Linked DNA regions of Mus musculus: all the other regions are linked to region 1. The links are chromatin contacts, called in public HiChIP or PLAC-seq and promoter capture Hi-C maps. All regions are on one chromosome and are shown on one strand. The core of a region is the stretch at or near the end of the contact, and the rest is flanking DNA. Distances in the headings are between cores, read along the strand shown. Region 1 holds the start of Ggh (gamma-glutamyl hydrolase). Region 2 holds the start of Usp45 (ubiquitin specific petidase 45). Region 3 holds the start of Faxc (failed axon connections homolog). Region 4 holds the start of Prdm13 (PR domain containing 13). Region 5 holds the start of Pnisr (PNN interacting serine/arginine-rich).

Region 1 (2,700 bases), core at 154-2,653:
CAAGTTTCTAGTTTCTCTTTAGTGTTCAACTTCAAGGAAGAAAAAAATAAGATAAATGTCAAATTCCTACATTTGTCTACCTATAAATTTCTTTTGTCAACTTTAACTACAGGCTGATTTCTCCTTGGATGCTATCAAATGTCTGACATGAATGCAAACCAGTTTTACCCTGATTGAAACATAAATATGCCAGACAGAAACAATGTCACGATTTGGCTGAGATAAAATGAATATTCAAATCCTCAAAGTCGATGTTGATACTTGATGCTAAAAATGGCAAAGTCCAAGTCCAGGACACACTTTAGTTTCTTACCTATTTCATGTGTGTGTGTATGTGTGTGTGTGTGTGTGTGTGTGTGTGTGTGTGTTGTATCTTCATGTATGTCCTGGAGCAAAGAAACGTAAGTTTTACCTGTGTGCAGAATTTCTGGGATTGGAAAGGCAGGGAAAATGGTGGAAACACAGGTCAGGAAAAGCACCCATCACCCTGAAATCTGACTAAATCCTCTCACCAGTTAACACTCAAGAGTAAACTAACATTTTTAAGGTCTTTCTCCCTTCTCTGTTATTTCCTCTGATATTTCACTGGAAACTTCATGTACAGTAAAAGACACATACTAACCCCTTGTGCAACACTAGTAGCTCCTTGCTCTTATCTTATTCAAGGCACCTCTGCAGCCGTCCTATAATCTTAATTATCATTATGGACTACGAGAACAGGAATAAAGAGTGAGATCCTCTGGAAACTTCTTGAACTACGAAATTGAGCACTAGGTCAGCCGAGGTGGAGTCTTCTCTGAGAAACCCACAGCACGATTTCTCCTCTGCTTCCTTCTTAACTTGAGCTCTTCTCTTCCTACTTCTGATACATCCTAGCTTGGTTCACACTGACTGTCCTTAAAATTCTTTTCCCGCACGGAAACCTCAAATCCTGGGTTTGCCTCAACTGTGGTTCCTAAAAGTTACGGGACCGCCTCTAGCTGCTTTGGGTGCCAAGTAGTAGCGAAGAGCTGAGCCTTCATTGGGATCCCGATCCTCCAGATGCAGAGGTCTCTAGAAGGACATCAGCATAAGGTCCCATTGATGAGAAGCGCGCCGCGGGGTCTGCACCGCTGAGAAACAGAGCGCCTCGCAGACTACCGGTCCGCAACACCTGCCCCAAGCCTCCTTACCGATGATGGGCCTCTCGGAGCCATGGTTGTAGGGTCTGGACATCCCGGGACTTGAAAGCCCGCATAGTAGCAAACCCAACAAGCACAGCAGGTAGCCCAGGTTCGCCATCGCGATCGCAATCGCAATCCGGCCTCCGCCCCCACTTAAAAAGGTTCTTCAGCCAGGCGCGCGCCCGGCGGCCAGGTTGGGGCGCGGTCTCGCGGCCTGGGCGGTGCCAAGCTCGAGGGCGCGCAAGGCCGCGCCGCTCAGGCCTCTGGGAAGTGCAGTCCGGGTGCTTGCGGTGCGGAGCTGGGCGGGCCGGGCGGGGGCGGGGCCGGGGGGCGGGCCGGGGGGCGGGCCGAGGCGGGCCGGGGGCGGGCCGAGGCGGGCCGGGGGCGGGCCGGGGACAGAAGGCTCTGGGAGCGTGCTCCAAGCTTGTCCATCGCCCAACGCGCGACCTGCAACTCGCATCCCGCGGCCCAGCGAGTGGCACGCGCGCGAAGGCAGCTGTGGAGACCTCTGAATGCTCCCTGTGAACTCTTATGTGGCCTGGCGAGGTCACCTACACCAAGTGGATACGACCACCCCGGGACCTGATGGCGAGCTCGGGTCCCACCTGGCTCTGTGCGGTAACCAAGCAGCAAGGCCCGCAAGGTTCTAGAAGTTACCAGAGAACTATGCTGCATAAACGCATAGGTTTTCTGGCTTTGATATCCTGACAGCATTCGATGTTAGGACAGGGGTTCACTTCCGAAAAACCACTGATAACATATTTATTTGGGCACAAGGATGTCTGGAGGAAGTAAAAAGCACAGAGTACTTAGAGTACTTGTGTCTCCCTTTCCTTTAGAACCCTGTCAAGGGAAGGGGCTGATTCTTGCCACCTAGCCCCCCAAAAAACAATACCAGGCCACACTCGATACAAAGTGCTTGATTAACTTCGCTGTTACCAGCAACCCCAGAAAACCACTAGTATCTTATAAAATGATAAGAGCAAAGCTAAGCAGTTAAAAACTCAGGTTGACTAATATATTTTGAATGTTCAAATGCATGCACTCATAGCCAGCAGCACAAGGTAAGTTTCTTCCTATCAAGGTTCAACTAAACTCCAGGTTAAAATAGAAAATCTGTTGAAGATGAAACGGTATTTTGAATGGTGTTATTTGTGTAAGAGGTATACAATTTAGGGGGAAAAACATACAATGTGACTTGTGGAAAACTAGTGACAAGGTTCTGGCATTCATCAAGAAATGCAATACATTGTTTAGTTTAGCAAGACTATTGTAGACTGGAGTGTCGAAAGATATTGAGAAAATGCAAAGCAGGATTGAGCCTGAGTTGATAAGGATCTATTGCAAATATGCATCCATGCCTCTGGAGCAGCATCTATCCACAAAGGAGGAAAATTATCTGCTATTATTCACAAAAATAAAATCCAGATAGAGAAAAGATACAAAGGGGAAAGGGGAAATACTAGACTTTGGTATGAAAATATAAATTATATGTGTATCCATTCATAACTTTGATGGTCAGATGTTTTCATAAGAT
Region 2 (2,700 bases), core at 170-2,669, 1.7 Mb before region 1:
TTTCCATTATCAAAATTGTGTCTGGAAACCTCCAAGTCTCTCCTGGCACTGAGGAGTCAAGAGGACTGACTCACAGGATTCAGCACATGGTTGTATATTTCATGGTACATTCTATGAACACTCAACCCGACTAGACTGGAAAAGGGTACTTTGCCCATAACTTCCATAAAGTCTCTCTCTTCAGGTGGGTAAGACAAGGACTAAGCAGCAACATGAATCTGGGTTCAGGGGAACCCATTAGAGACTTGGAGCACAGAAACTGTATGGTAACTGGTCATTTTGGCATGAAACATAATGCTGAGTATAGAACAATTACTACTACATCAGAACATGCCCAAACTCCAAGTTTTAAGATGCCAAACAAGGGCCAATGTTGCAGGCAGAGCCATCAAAGGACAGAAGTTTCAGGCCTGACTTCACCACAAACATGTTCTGGCTTTTTCTTTCTTTCTTTTTTTTTTTTTTTTTTGAGGTTTTGCAAACATCAAACGTTACAGCTTTCTTTTAAAACATAAATCTATTGATGTATTTTATATGTATGGCTGTGCACGTGTTTAGTGTTTCGATTTGCATTAGTGAGGTCAGAGTAGCTTCTCTCTTTCACCTCGTGGGTCCAGGAGATTGAACCATCAGGTTTGGCGACCTGCTGAGACGTCAACTTCAGCTTTTAATTTAAATATTATCTAGCACTTGCGTTACCTCTAACAAAGGATGTACGGCTAACGCAATTAATATCACACTTTTCAACTGGCTACAAGCTTCCCTTGTCAAATTGGTTTTTGTTTTGATTTTTTTTTAAGTTTTGGGCTGCTATTCTCCAGCGTGAGAAGAGGAAATGCAAACATCTTCCTTTTAGATACCCGGGCTCAAAACACTCAATTCTATGAACCTCTTACAAGCACTTTGAGATACGTCACTATCATCATCCTTAATTTACACTTGGAACTGGATAGAGGTAAAGTGACTTGCAGAAGTCCGGGAGCCGGACGTGGGCTCAGGTATAGGATCGACCCCTAACCTAATATTTGGCGTCGCCAAAAAGCTGTGTCTAGGCTCTTCGTCAGGCCATGAATGCACCCCAAGTTAGCAGAGCGGGATGTGCTGCGAGGGGAGACCCCGAGGGGACAAGCGGACGCTGCATGCCCGGGTCACCAAAAAGACGAGACTCGGCCTGGCTCCCTCCCCGACCCCGGCTCTTCCCCCCTGCCGCCAGCACTCGGCCCGGGAGGCCGCCTGGTGCCTTTGTGAATCTGGACGCGAGGGTAGGCTAGGAAACCTCTCTTTCTAGGCTGGTTGACGTACAGGAAGGTCTCGTCGCCCAAGCGAAGACACAGTGGTTACAGTGACCCCAAAGCCTGGGCCCCAACTCACCCCGCCCGCCGGGCCGCAGCTTCCACACGCAGGAGCTTCTGCGCCTGTGCAGAGGGGAACCCGGAGAAGGCGGGGCTTGGCGTCCTGGGCGGGGGCGAGGGCGGGGTCTGGTGTTCTGGGTGGGCCGAAGGCGGGACTTTGAGTCCAGACCCAGATCTGGGTTTTCCTTTGGCGGCTTGGAGGTTGGAGCATGGTGGAGGAGTGTAGATGGGATGAGGGGATGGCGCCCTGCAGCCAACTGATTACAGTGCCAGCCACGGGGCCTGGATGCAGGCGCTGGCTTTAGTGAGCTGCGTCCCACTTGCTGGGTGCCTTTTAAGACAGCTTCCCTTGTTCCATCACCCAACTCGGAACCTAAAGTCGCATCTGAGATTCACTCTATATGATTTTAACGTTTTATTTCACGTGGTTCTCACTTCTGAACTAGATTGTACATCACACCTGTAATTCTGCTCAATCCGATCATCTGTTACAACAATGTACACCTTGCTTTTGAGTAAAAACAGTTGGTTTGAAATTTTGTTGTGGGGCTGGAGAGATGACTCAGTGGTTAAGAACACTGACTACTCATCCTGAGATCCTCAGTTCAATTCCCAGCAACCACATGGTGTCTCAGAACCATCTGTAATGGGATCCGATACCCTCTTCCTGTTACAAAAAATAAAAAAATTTAAAAAACAAAAAATAATTTCTTGCAAGCACTAGTTGATGAGCCACAGTCTTTCACAAGGGACAAGTTGTGACCTAATGGATCGTGTGCTGGGGTTGGAGTTTAAAAGAGTTCAGTTAAGAACCAAAAGCTGACTGGGTTTGTTGTTGTGGTTTGTTGTTTCCACTTTTTTTTTTTTTTTTAACTTAAAAATCTAATTCATTTCCATGGGGAAACTTGGCAAAGGAGAGAACTCTTCCTTTATGTTGTTTATAGGAACCATTCATTAGACAAATGCAGTGGAATACAAGCATGCTGGTCAAGATACTAGGTATGGGGTACATAATTGTCTTTTAGAAGGTCATTTTCTTCCAGGGAAAAAAAGAAATGCTGCATCTGTAAGAACAGTTTGGGTTATGATATAATTCCAAAGTCTATATACAAATTTCAAATTTGTCTGTATAAATATCAAGTTTCATATGTTAGTATTGAATTTGAAATAGACTATGTAAAAGATGCAAAAATTTGCATCCTAAATTGTGTCAGGTTTTTGTTTTTTGTTTTTTTCTGGTTTTTCTTTCTTTTTTTTTTTATTAGATCTTTTCTTTATATATATTTCAAATTTCAAATGCTATCCGGAAAGTTCCCTATACCCCCCACCCCGCCCTGCTCCTCTACCC
Region 3 (2,700 bases), core at 191-2,690, 1.9 Mb before region 1:
AAATTCTGAGCTACGGAAAATTGCTCTGCCTCCAATAATCTCCAGAGACTGGGGTCCCAAATGCATGGAAATTTTAACCCAAAATTGACATGCCCATTAGCCAAAGGCTGTCTCAGTACCCAGTGGCATCTACCACTAAAGATCTATCTATGGGACTAGCAGTCCCAACAGCAGGGGCATCCATTTATTGTAATTTTCAAGTCAGCCCTGTACACATTCTGCGGCAGGCAGCCATGAAACTGTTTACAGCCCAGGGAGACTCCCTGTTATGCCAAGTGCTCCATGTGCTAGCGCTGCCCTCAGATCTCCTACCGCTCGCAGAATGATTGTATTTAAGCTTGAAGGTGCTTACAGTTCCACACCAGATAAGCAGGTAAGCAGGTTAAGGCTGCATCAAAACTGAACAGGGTTACACCAAGCTTCTGCAACTGCAGCCTCCTAATAATGTTGACATTTATAAAGAAGAGTAAGAGAGAACTAACCTTTTAGGTAAAGATGAGGTTAATAGTTAATGTTCCAGCATCATTACCCATAAACCAATTAGGCGTTTATAAAAGTGTACCTTAGTATTTCTACAGAGCTTTATTCTATTGTTACGAATGCACTGATTGCAGTTAGACTCTTCCTATGGGCTTTAGCAGATTGTTTATATCCATAACACTGGTGACTCACAGCACTTTGCTTTTAGCATCGAAATGATGGAAGGAAAACGCTTTCTTTCCCTTCCCAATTTAACCCTCCCATCAACTCTAAATGGCTCCTTACAAGTGGCCAGGTGACCGTGAAACGCCTTAGGGGGTTAGAGGATGAGAGAGGACGCTTGGACCTTTGGGCGGCGGGACCTAGGGGCTGGTTCCGGAACCCCCTTTGAGCCAGCCCTACCCGGGCTAGCTGCCCTGGTCAGTGCCCGCTTCGGGGGCCCTCTCTCCGGCTCACCTAATGACCAGGAGTTCGTGGAGCAGATACGCAGCCGCGGCCAGCAAAGCTCCCCCGGTCAAATAAAGGGTTTTCTTCCACCAGGGATCCGAGCCCAGCCCTGCCATGATCCCACCGTAATCCTGCAAAGGGAAAGCGATGATGTCCCCATAAAAGGAGAAGGGCTCCTCGGACCCGGCCCACCAGCCGAAGAAGGAGATGCTCTGGTTCCAGCTCAGGTCCACCACGCACGGCCTGGACGAGGCAAAGCCAACCCCCCAGTGCATGCTGCGCGGCTGGCTCCGGGCGCCCCTCCCAGGGCCCGCGCCGCCCGCATGGGAAGAGGCCGGCGCCCGGGCGAGCGGGCGGGTTCAGCGGTGCGCAGGGGGCGCGGGCGGAGGCGACGGCGGAAGGACGCGGACGGCGAGCGGAGATCTGGGATGGCTGGGCCCCCGGGCCCGGCGAGGCAGCGGCGGCCGCCGGCCTCCCTGGCCGAGGCCTCTCGCAGGCGCTCTTTGTGTCAGCGCGTGGAAAGGGCCACGTGATGTCATTGCTCCCCTGGGCCCGGCAACAGAGGCGGGATAATGTCACCTACCCCGCGCCCTGCCCCCGCCCCGCATCCCCGCGGTGCGCTGCCTCTGCTCGGCCGCAGCTGCGGGGCTGGACGCCCGGGCTCGGGGAGGCGGGCGGCGCGGGAGGCTGCGATGGCTGCGGCTGAGCCGAGCCCAGAGCCGCCGCCCTCGGTTCCACCCGCTCCCGCCCGCAGGCGCCTTGCGGAGCGCAGGGAACTCACCTGCCCTGAGCCACAGACCGGAAACCTTGGGCCAGGGCAGATTAAGGTCGGGAGCGTCTGTCTGCTCTCATTGCTTTAAAGAGCTCAGGTAAGCACAGTCACCTAGGTCCCAGGCAAGGTGCTGATGAAGTGATTGAGGTCCGCCTTGACAAATAACAGCAGAAAGTACTCTAGGTGAGAAATCTTCCCACCTTGGAAATCGTTACCAAGGATATCGCTGATACAGGATGGTCCCTTTGGGTGCTGAAAATTTGTAAAATAAGCAACTGTGTATTAAATGGTTTTCCCACTCTGGGTAACCCTGAAGAGATCGATTAGAGATTGGATTTAGGGCCTTATACATGGCAGGCACGCTCTCTACCAACATGGAATGTTCTAGATCCTTTAAATCCTTAAATGTAGACCATGTGTTCTAGCCAGAGCATGGGCAGTTTCAGTTTAGAGGAAATAAAAATATTGAAGACATATGATTTGTCACAATTTAAAATTCAAGTATGACTATAAGAATACATCTGTCCCCCAATACAGTAGAGACTGGGGTGCTGATGAAAGGGGCTCCCATTTCCTGGATTTCACCCCCTTAGAATAAACAGGTTGTACAGTCATGCTAGAAATAAAACAAAAGATTGTTTACCACCATAGCTAGAGAAGGAGGCCCTACCCAAGTTGTCACGAATTTTAGGGTCATCCCAAAGGGAGTTAAAGACCTCTCAGGATGTGTAGTCTGACATGAACTTCCATGAGAAGGAGACAGCAATCAGCCCAATGCAGTGACAGAGGAGGCCAACAGAAGGCCAGCCTGGGCCAGATACCAAGGAGCTACAGGGTGTCATCCCCCACACACTAACACAATACACACATCCTGCAAGGCACTGCAGCACTAGGTGGGACTAGGGGCATCCTCTCCCACTGAGACAAGATGAGGTGGTCCATTTAGGGGTGCGGGATCCACAGGCAGGCAACAGGCCCTGCACCAGTTGTTGGGGGACTGG
Region 4 (2,707 bases), core at 86-2,585, 1.6 Mb before region 1:
CCACTTTTCAGGTCTGGAGAACCAGGCTCCAAGGAATTCAGAAAAGGTATCTCGAGTCTTGTGAGCACAAGTTTCCAACAGAGGGCAGCTTAATAAGCGACTTTAAGGGCCCTCTTCAAACTTGCAACAGAGTTGTTACTTTGCTCCCCTGACATCCGGTAGCCAGAGCCTCTCCAGGTTCTGGCGGGATAACTGCAACTTCTTGGTCAAGGCCACAGGGAGGAAGCAGTGAGCGCTTTGCTCAGGGTCCTCTGTTCTACTTTCTGTGAGCACTGGATGAAGTGGGGGGTGGGAACAAGATGGGGGTGAGGACACCACAGCATTGGGGCCTCTGCAGGAGTTTCTTGGTGGCTCCAGTAATGGCAGCGTGGGGTTTGGGGAAAGGTGCCCAGGATTGACCCAAATACCCTCTAGGGCACTCCTTTCCCCGTTGGGAGACGGAGAGATGACTTTGGTGGTGGTGGTTTGCTTTAAAAATAAGGTTTAAAACAATATCCTTTTGGTTATGGAGAAATTAGTGTCAGGACTTTCTAACCACCCCCCCCCCCATTTCAACTTAAAGCAAAACAAGGTTTGAATTGATTGCCGGTGGGAAGACGTGATTAATAATCCCGAAGGAGAACTTCCCAGGTCTTCAACGCTGCAGCTCCATCCGCAGAGCAGATCTCCTACGAAGCTGTTGGCTTTGTGGCCGCTTCCTACTCTCAGAGAAAGTGTGGACCCTGAGTGCTACAGGGAGATGGAGACGTAATACTCAGTTGGCTTTCGCCCTCTCAAATACTTCTGGTGGTTTCATATTTGGGGGTAGATCGAGGTCTAGGAAAGAACTAAAGCGGTTCTAAACTGTGGACTGGCCTGAACCCAATCCCTGAAATGGTACTATGGTCGTTATTTAAAAAGTGTAGGTATTTTCTGGTGTTTTCCCATCAAGTACCTGCCTAATTTCTGTATGGCACACGCCAGAAATCAATAGAAGTTAACAAGTCCTCCAAACAGTCCCCGTCCCTTTGTTTAATCTCCTTTACAATAAAGCCAAGGGGAGAGAATTAAGAATCTTTGAAGTAGACCAAGGCTCAAAGGAATCAGCCAAGTAGACTTAAAGTAGTCACTTATTTCCCAAAACTGGTTTGTCGGTGAACAATAAAAGGAAGTAAAATTTATGGAGAAATTATACAGTGGATTTGTCACTTAAAATATCGTAACTGTCTCAGGGACAATACCCCATGCTGAGGATTAATGGTCCCGCCGGACCTTTGATTCACCAGCGCCTTTTCTTCGCCCTTGACAAATTGGATTTTTAGGAATGGGAAGGTCGCCTGGACCATTGTGTGCTAGCCATTCAGAGGCCTCGATTATGCAGGGGGCTGAGGGAACCACTCCATGTGACCCTCTCGGGTGGGACTCTGCAGCTGCTTCACAGCGCAACTCTCTCACCAAACTCCGCGCCCTTGCGCTCGCAGTGCCAAAAGGCGCCCGCCCGGATTGAAAAGGCGCAGTGCATGCCCGCCCACGTCACTCCGCGGACAGAAGACGCACGTCGGGGTGCGGGTCCCTCCTCTGCATGCGGCTGCTCCTGGTTCTGTCACTTGCGCCCCGTGGAGGACCCCGCGAGCCCCAGCGTCTGCCTGGCGGCGGTGGCAACAATGCACGGAACTTCTCGCACTTCGGCCACCAGCGTGAACGCTGACTGCTGCATCCCGGCTGGCTTGCGCCTTGGGCCGGTGCCTGGCACCTTCAAGCTGGGCAAGTACCTGTCAGATCGCAGGGAACCAGGGCCCAAGAAAAAGGTACTGGGCCATTCTGGATCTCCGTCCCTTGCCTCTCACCTCCTATTTCCCTGATCCAGAAAAAGGGGTAGAGACGAGCAGCAGAGAAAAGGGATACCTGATAAATCTGCAGGACAGAATTATCTGATTATCCTTAGCAAGTCTGATAACTGAGCTGGACGTGGGGCCGGCTAACGGGAGGGCAGAGCTAAGCTGGAACAGACCTTAGTGCGCCAGGGTCTGTAGGTATGGGGGGCCTCTGGGAACCGGTGATTTCTCAGCGCTCCAGGATGTCCTCAGCAAGGTGATGGAGACTCCTAGCTCCCACCTCAGTCTTTGCCTTCCTTGCAAAGGTACCATTTTCGTTGTAGTCATAGGACGGAGAGGACTTTTCTCCTCTTCTCTTTACTAATATGAAGCTTACATTTTTGTTTTAAACAATTTAATTCCATTTCACCGAAGAGATAGTCCTTGGGAGGCTCTTAGATCTGGGAATATATCCCCACTCAAACCCCTTTTGCTTGTAGGTTTGTGTAGGAGATGGAGAGGGGATGAGCAAGGTGATTAATTTTGATGTCTGTTGAGAGGTAGGGGAGCCCACCCTCGAAAGAACACCTAGTTAAACCTTGTGGCTGGCTCTTAGAGTCTGAGGCCCCAGGTACAACTCTCCCACTCTGACCCCCCTAACCTCAACACACCCCCAGGATCCCTGACCAGAGAGGGAAAGTAAAGACTCTTGATCGCAGCGGGTGGGGTGGGGGGCGCTTTAGTAGCCAAGGACTGGCAGACAGCAACCAGGGAATGAAATGGAACGCTTGTTTAAAAGAGAAAGACCTTGGTTTTAGTAACCTCCTAGAGCTTTCTTATAAGAAGTATCTTTCATAGGAGGAGCAGGGCCAGCATCTTTCTCCGGTGCTAGAAAGCCCGGTGTCTCTCATCCC
Region 5 (2,791 bases), core at 263-2,762, 1.8 Mb before region 1:
CTTTGCAACAGAGTAACAAAGAAACAAAACACCGACCAATCAAATAGAAGCTGGTGGGAAACAGCAGACACCTGAAAGATTTAGCAATGGTCAAAAGTGGAAGAATCCGGACAACAAAAGCTAGGACTGACACATAGACATAAAGTAGTAATTTTTCATTGAACAGAGACGGTGGCCAGAAGGCTCAGCAGCTACAGCACCGGCTGCTCTTGCAGAGGACCTGCCTCCAGTTGCCAGCACCTCATGGCAACTCACAACCATCTGTAACTTCAGTTCCAGGGGATCTCCACAGAAAAATACTATCTTTTTTTAAAAATGATTTTTTTCTTTAACTAAGGAAATAGGAGCATGCCCTCAATTAATAATGTAACAACATTGTTCCATTAATAGTAAAAAAAAACAAAAAAACGTGTCATGGAAGTATATGTTACTGAGAAAATAAAACACGTGGTTATACACTAGCTGTTTAATTTTTCTATAATTAAATTAAGTTCTAGGGCTTGATGTGGTAGTGAATACATTTAATTCCAGCATTCATGAGCGAAGGCAGGAGTTCCAGGCCAGCCAGGATCATATAATGAGGCTCAAAAAAGTCCTTAAATATAAAGCTTACTTATGTTTTAAATTGTGTGTCTTAAGAATATCCGAGAACTCATTACGTCTCCCCTGATGCTTTAGAAAACCACCCCACAAATAAAGTCTTTACTGTTCTGGTTTGGTTTTAGCTGGATGTACTCAAAAAAAAAAAAAAATCCAAGATTGTTTTTGTTTTATCTAGGGTTAGGAAGAGAAAAGGTAAATGAAGTATTAAAGACTGCTAATTTAATCAAGCACAGTCAAAATTTGCTCAGTGCCCAGTTTTGTTAAGATGACACTATTATCCACAAAACTACGAAACAACTGAAATATAGGATACTACTTGTTTCCTCAGTGATGCTTAACACATAATACCCATCACTGGGTAAAAACACCAAAACTAAGCAACTAAATGATACTTGTCTAGGACGCAGCAGAAAGCGGTTGCGCCTGCGTAGTGCGAGTCGCAGAGTCGAAGTTCCAGATCCCGGCCCCCGCCGCCTCCGCCCCTCCACACTCCCTGCCCCTCAAGGGTTCCCACTGCGCACGCGCACTGCTTAACGGCCGCTCAGGCGCCCAACAATTAGTCCCTTGCCTTCTCAAAGGAAACTCTTAGTTCGAAGAATGGGTCGTGAGCCCTCTCCTTAGCCAAAGGCGGTTCCCTTCGGGCGACAGCGGCTCTCTCGCTCACTCTCTCGGGCGGACGCCGGAGCTTCTCCGGAATGAGGTTCTGGCGGTGGCGCCAAGCAGCGTACGCAGCCTGAGTCCCGCTCCGTTCGCCACACTGACCCAGAGGACTTTAGTCCTCCGGCAGGTCCCCCGGGGTAAACTGCTCGTCGCTTACCCGCTCCGGTTCCGGAATACCGCTGTCGCCACCGTTCCTGTAATTCTCTCCAACCTTTCGATGCTTCTACTTCTTCATGAACAAGACAAGATGGCGCCCGGTGGTTCTCACCCGGAAGTGAATGATAATAACATCCGCTTTTCGGCTGAAGTCACACTGATTCTCAGCCAGGCTTACGACCATGTGATCTTACCGACGGGACGAGTCCGCGCCATTTTTGTTGAGGGCAAACCCAACCCACCTCGAGTTGGACCCTCTTGTGTGTGAAGCCCGTGTCATACCCGACACATTTTCATTTGTACAGCCAGCACAAAGCCGAGCCTAACGTTCCGGTACAATGGACGGAATTTAGTAAACTTTAGGCAGGAGACCCTCGAAGAGCAAATGCGTTCTAAGAATCAGTTCCGCTTTGGGAAGGATGCTGAATCGCTTTGCCTCTTTCAGACTACGGAGAGGACCGCAAGTCAAACCCTGCCAACTTGGAACTCACTGTGCCAGGCCTGAGTCGCAGAGCCTGAGTTCTGGAAGCAGGGTGTTTGCTAGGTCTCCTTGTTCACCTCCTAGCATCGCGCCCCCTGGTGGGAACATTTACTCAGTTCAACTTCGCTCAGCTACTCTTTAAGGAAAAGTAACTGAGAAGCAGAGTTTCCACTGGTCCTTCCTTACCTAAACTCCAAGATGGCCTCCCGAAAGGAGGTAAAAGGTGTTTAGCGTGAACAATGTTCATATATCTAAAATGTCAACTTTCCAGACTAGGAGTTTAATTACAAAAGGAAACAAAAATTCTAAGAAACACAGCATTCTTAACCTAAATATTGGAAAATGACTTTCTTGAAATGTCAGTGTAACTAAAAAGAGTTATGAAGGAGAATTCCAGGAAAAAGTCTGTGTCTGCAAAGATTGATTGGAGCTTCAGTGATGTGGAGAGGTTGGAATTTTACAAGTCCAGAGGCTAATTACCCAATCTGGCCCTAGCTTTACCCACGAATTGCCAGTCTTTGCCAACCTCCCCATATTAGAGCTAAATCCTGTGACTAATAGATTAAAAACCTTTTAGAACTTTTAAAAAAATGATTTATTTATTTTTATTTTATGTGTATTGGTGTTTTGCCTGCGTGCATGTCTGTGTGAGGGTGTCAAATCACTTGTTGCTGGACTACAGATAGTTGTAAGCTGCCATGTGGGTACTAGGAATTGAACTCTGGTACCAGCGCTATTAACCACTGCCCCAGCCTTTGGAACTTTTTAACTTAGCTGACTCCCAGTTTCCACCAACCCAAGAGCTAAGAATGTTATCAGATAGCATCTGCAGCGATGTAAAAAGTGTCCCCATCTTGCTGTAGCTTCTGTGATGTACACACCAATGTATCT

The links. Promoter capture Hi-C pulls out the DNA fragments that hold promoters and counts their contacts. HiChIP or PLAC-seq counts read pairs in DNA pulled down with a chosen protein or histone mark. Capture Hi-C pulls out chosen DNA fragments and counts their contacts.
Region 2: a promoter capture Hi-C map of liver shows a contact between it and region 1, with 5 times the contacts expected there. The contact joins the promoter of Usp45 here to the promoter of Ggh in region 1. A contact is called at or near these places in 6 of 39 promoter capture datasets (the 3T3-L1 cell line, cranial neural crest, hippocampal neurons and 2 more), 2 of 115 datasets of contacts at active chromatin or transcription factors (astrocytes and stem cell-derived neural progenitor cells) and 2 of 9 other capture datasets (adipose tissue and liver).
Region 3: a contact with region 1 is called in an HNF4G HiChIP or PLAC-seq map of pancreatic cancer cells. The contact joins the promoter of Faxc here to the promoter of Ggh in region 1. A contact is called at or near these places in 2 of 39 promoter capture datasets (cranial neural crest and hippocampal neurons) and 2 of 115 datasets of contacts at active chromatin or transcription factors (pancreatic cancer cells and stem cell-derived neural progenitor cells).
Region 4: a contact with region 1 is called in a promoter capture Hi-C map of embryonic stem cells, with 3 times the contacts expected there. The contact joins the promoter of Prdm13 here to the promoter of Ggh in region 1. A contact is called at or near these places in 7 of 39 promoter capture datasets (3T3-L1-derived adipocytes, cranial neural crest, embryonic stem cells and 4 more), 2 of 115 datasets of contacts at active chromatin or transcription factors (embryonic forebrain and stem cell-derived neural progenitor cells) and 1 of 9 other capture datasets (embryonic stem cells).
Region 5: a promoter capture Hi-C map of pre-B cells shows a contact between it and region 1. The contact joins the promoter of Pnisr here to the promoter of Ggh in region 1. A contact is called at or near these places in 5 of 39 promoter capture datasets (the 3T3-L1 cell line, cranial neural crest, hippocampal neurons and 2 more), 2 of 484 Hi-C or Micro-C datasets (B cells and CD4 T cells), 5 of 115 datasets of contacts at active chromatin or transcription factors (astrocytes, double positive thymocytes, large pre-B cells and 2 more) and 2 of 9 other capture datasets (adipose tissue and liver).

What each region holds. Positions count from the first base shown.
Region 1 is chr4:20,040,755-20,043,454 of GRCm38.p6, reverse strand. Ggh (gamma-glutamyl hydrolase) reads right to left here and starts at 1,403. Exons shown (of 9, transcript NM_010281.2): 1 at 1,173-1,403. The coding sequence starts at 1,281. It overlaps 4930598A11Rik (a long non-coding RNA gene), which reads left to right and starts at 1,551. Exons shown (of 2, transcript XR_881147.2): 1 at 1,551-2,227.
Region 2 is chr4:21,774,989-21,777,688 of GRCm38.p6, reverse strand. Usp45 (ubiquitin specific petidase 45) reads right to left here and starts at 1,419. Exons shown (of 18, transcript NM_152825.2): 1 at 1,372-1,419.
Region 3 is chr4:21,930,066-21,932,765 of GRCm38.p6, reverse strand. Faxc (failed axon connections homolog) reads right to left here and starts at 1,440. Exons shown (of 6, transcript NM_175234.4): 1 at 937-1,440. The coding sequence starts at 1,202.
Region 4 is chr4:21,684,591-21,687,297 of GRCm38.p6, reverse strand. Prdm13 (PR domain containing 13) reads left to right here and starts at 1,335. Exons shown (of 4, transcript NM_001080771.1): 1 at 1,335-1,787. The coding sequence starts at 1,500.
Region 5 is chr4:21,846,769-21,849,559 of GRCm38.p6, reverse strand. It overlaps Pnisr (PNN interacting serine/arginine-rich), which reads right to left and starts at 1,512. Exons shown (of 11, transcript NM_001369189.1): 1 at 1,421-1,512. It overlaps 4930528A17Rik (RIKEN cDNA 4930528A17 gene), which reads left to right and starts at 1,112. Exons shown (of 1, transcript NR_028384.1): 1 at 1,112-2,791.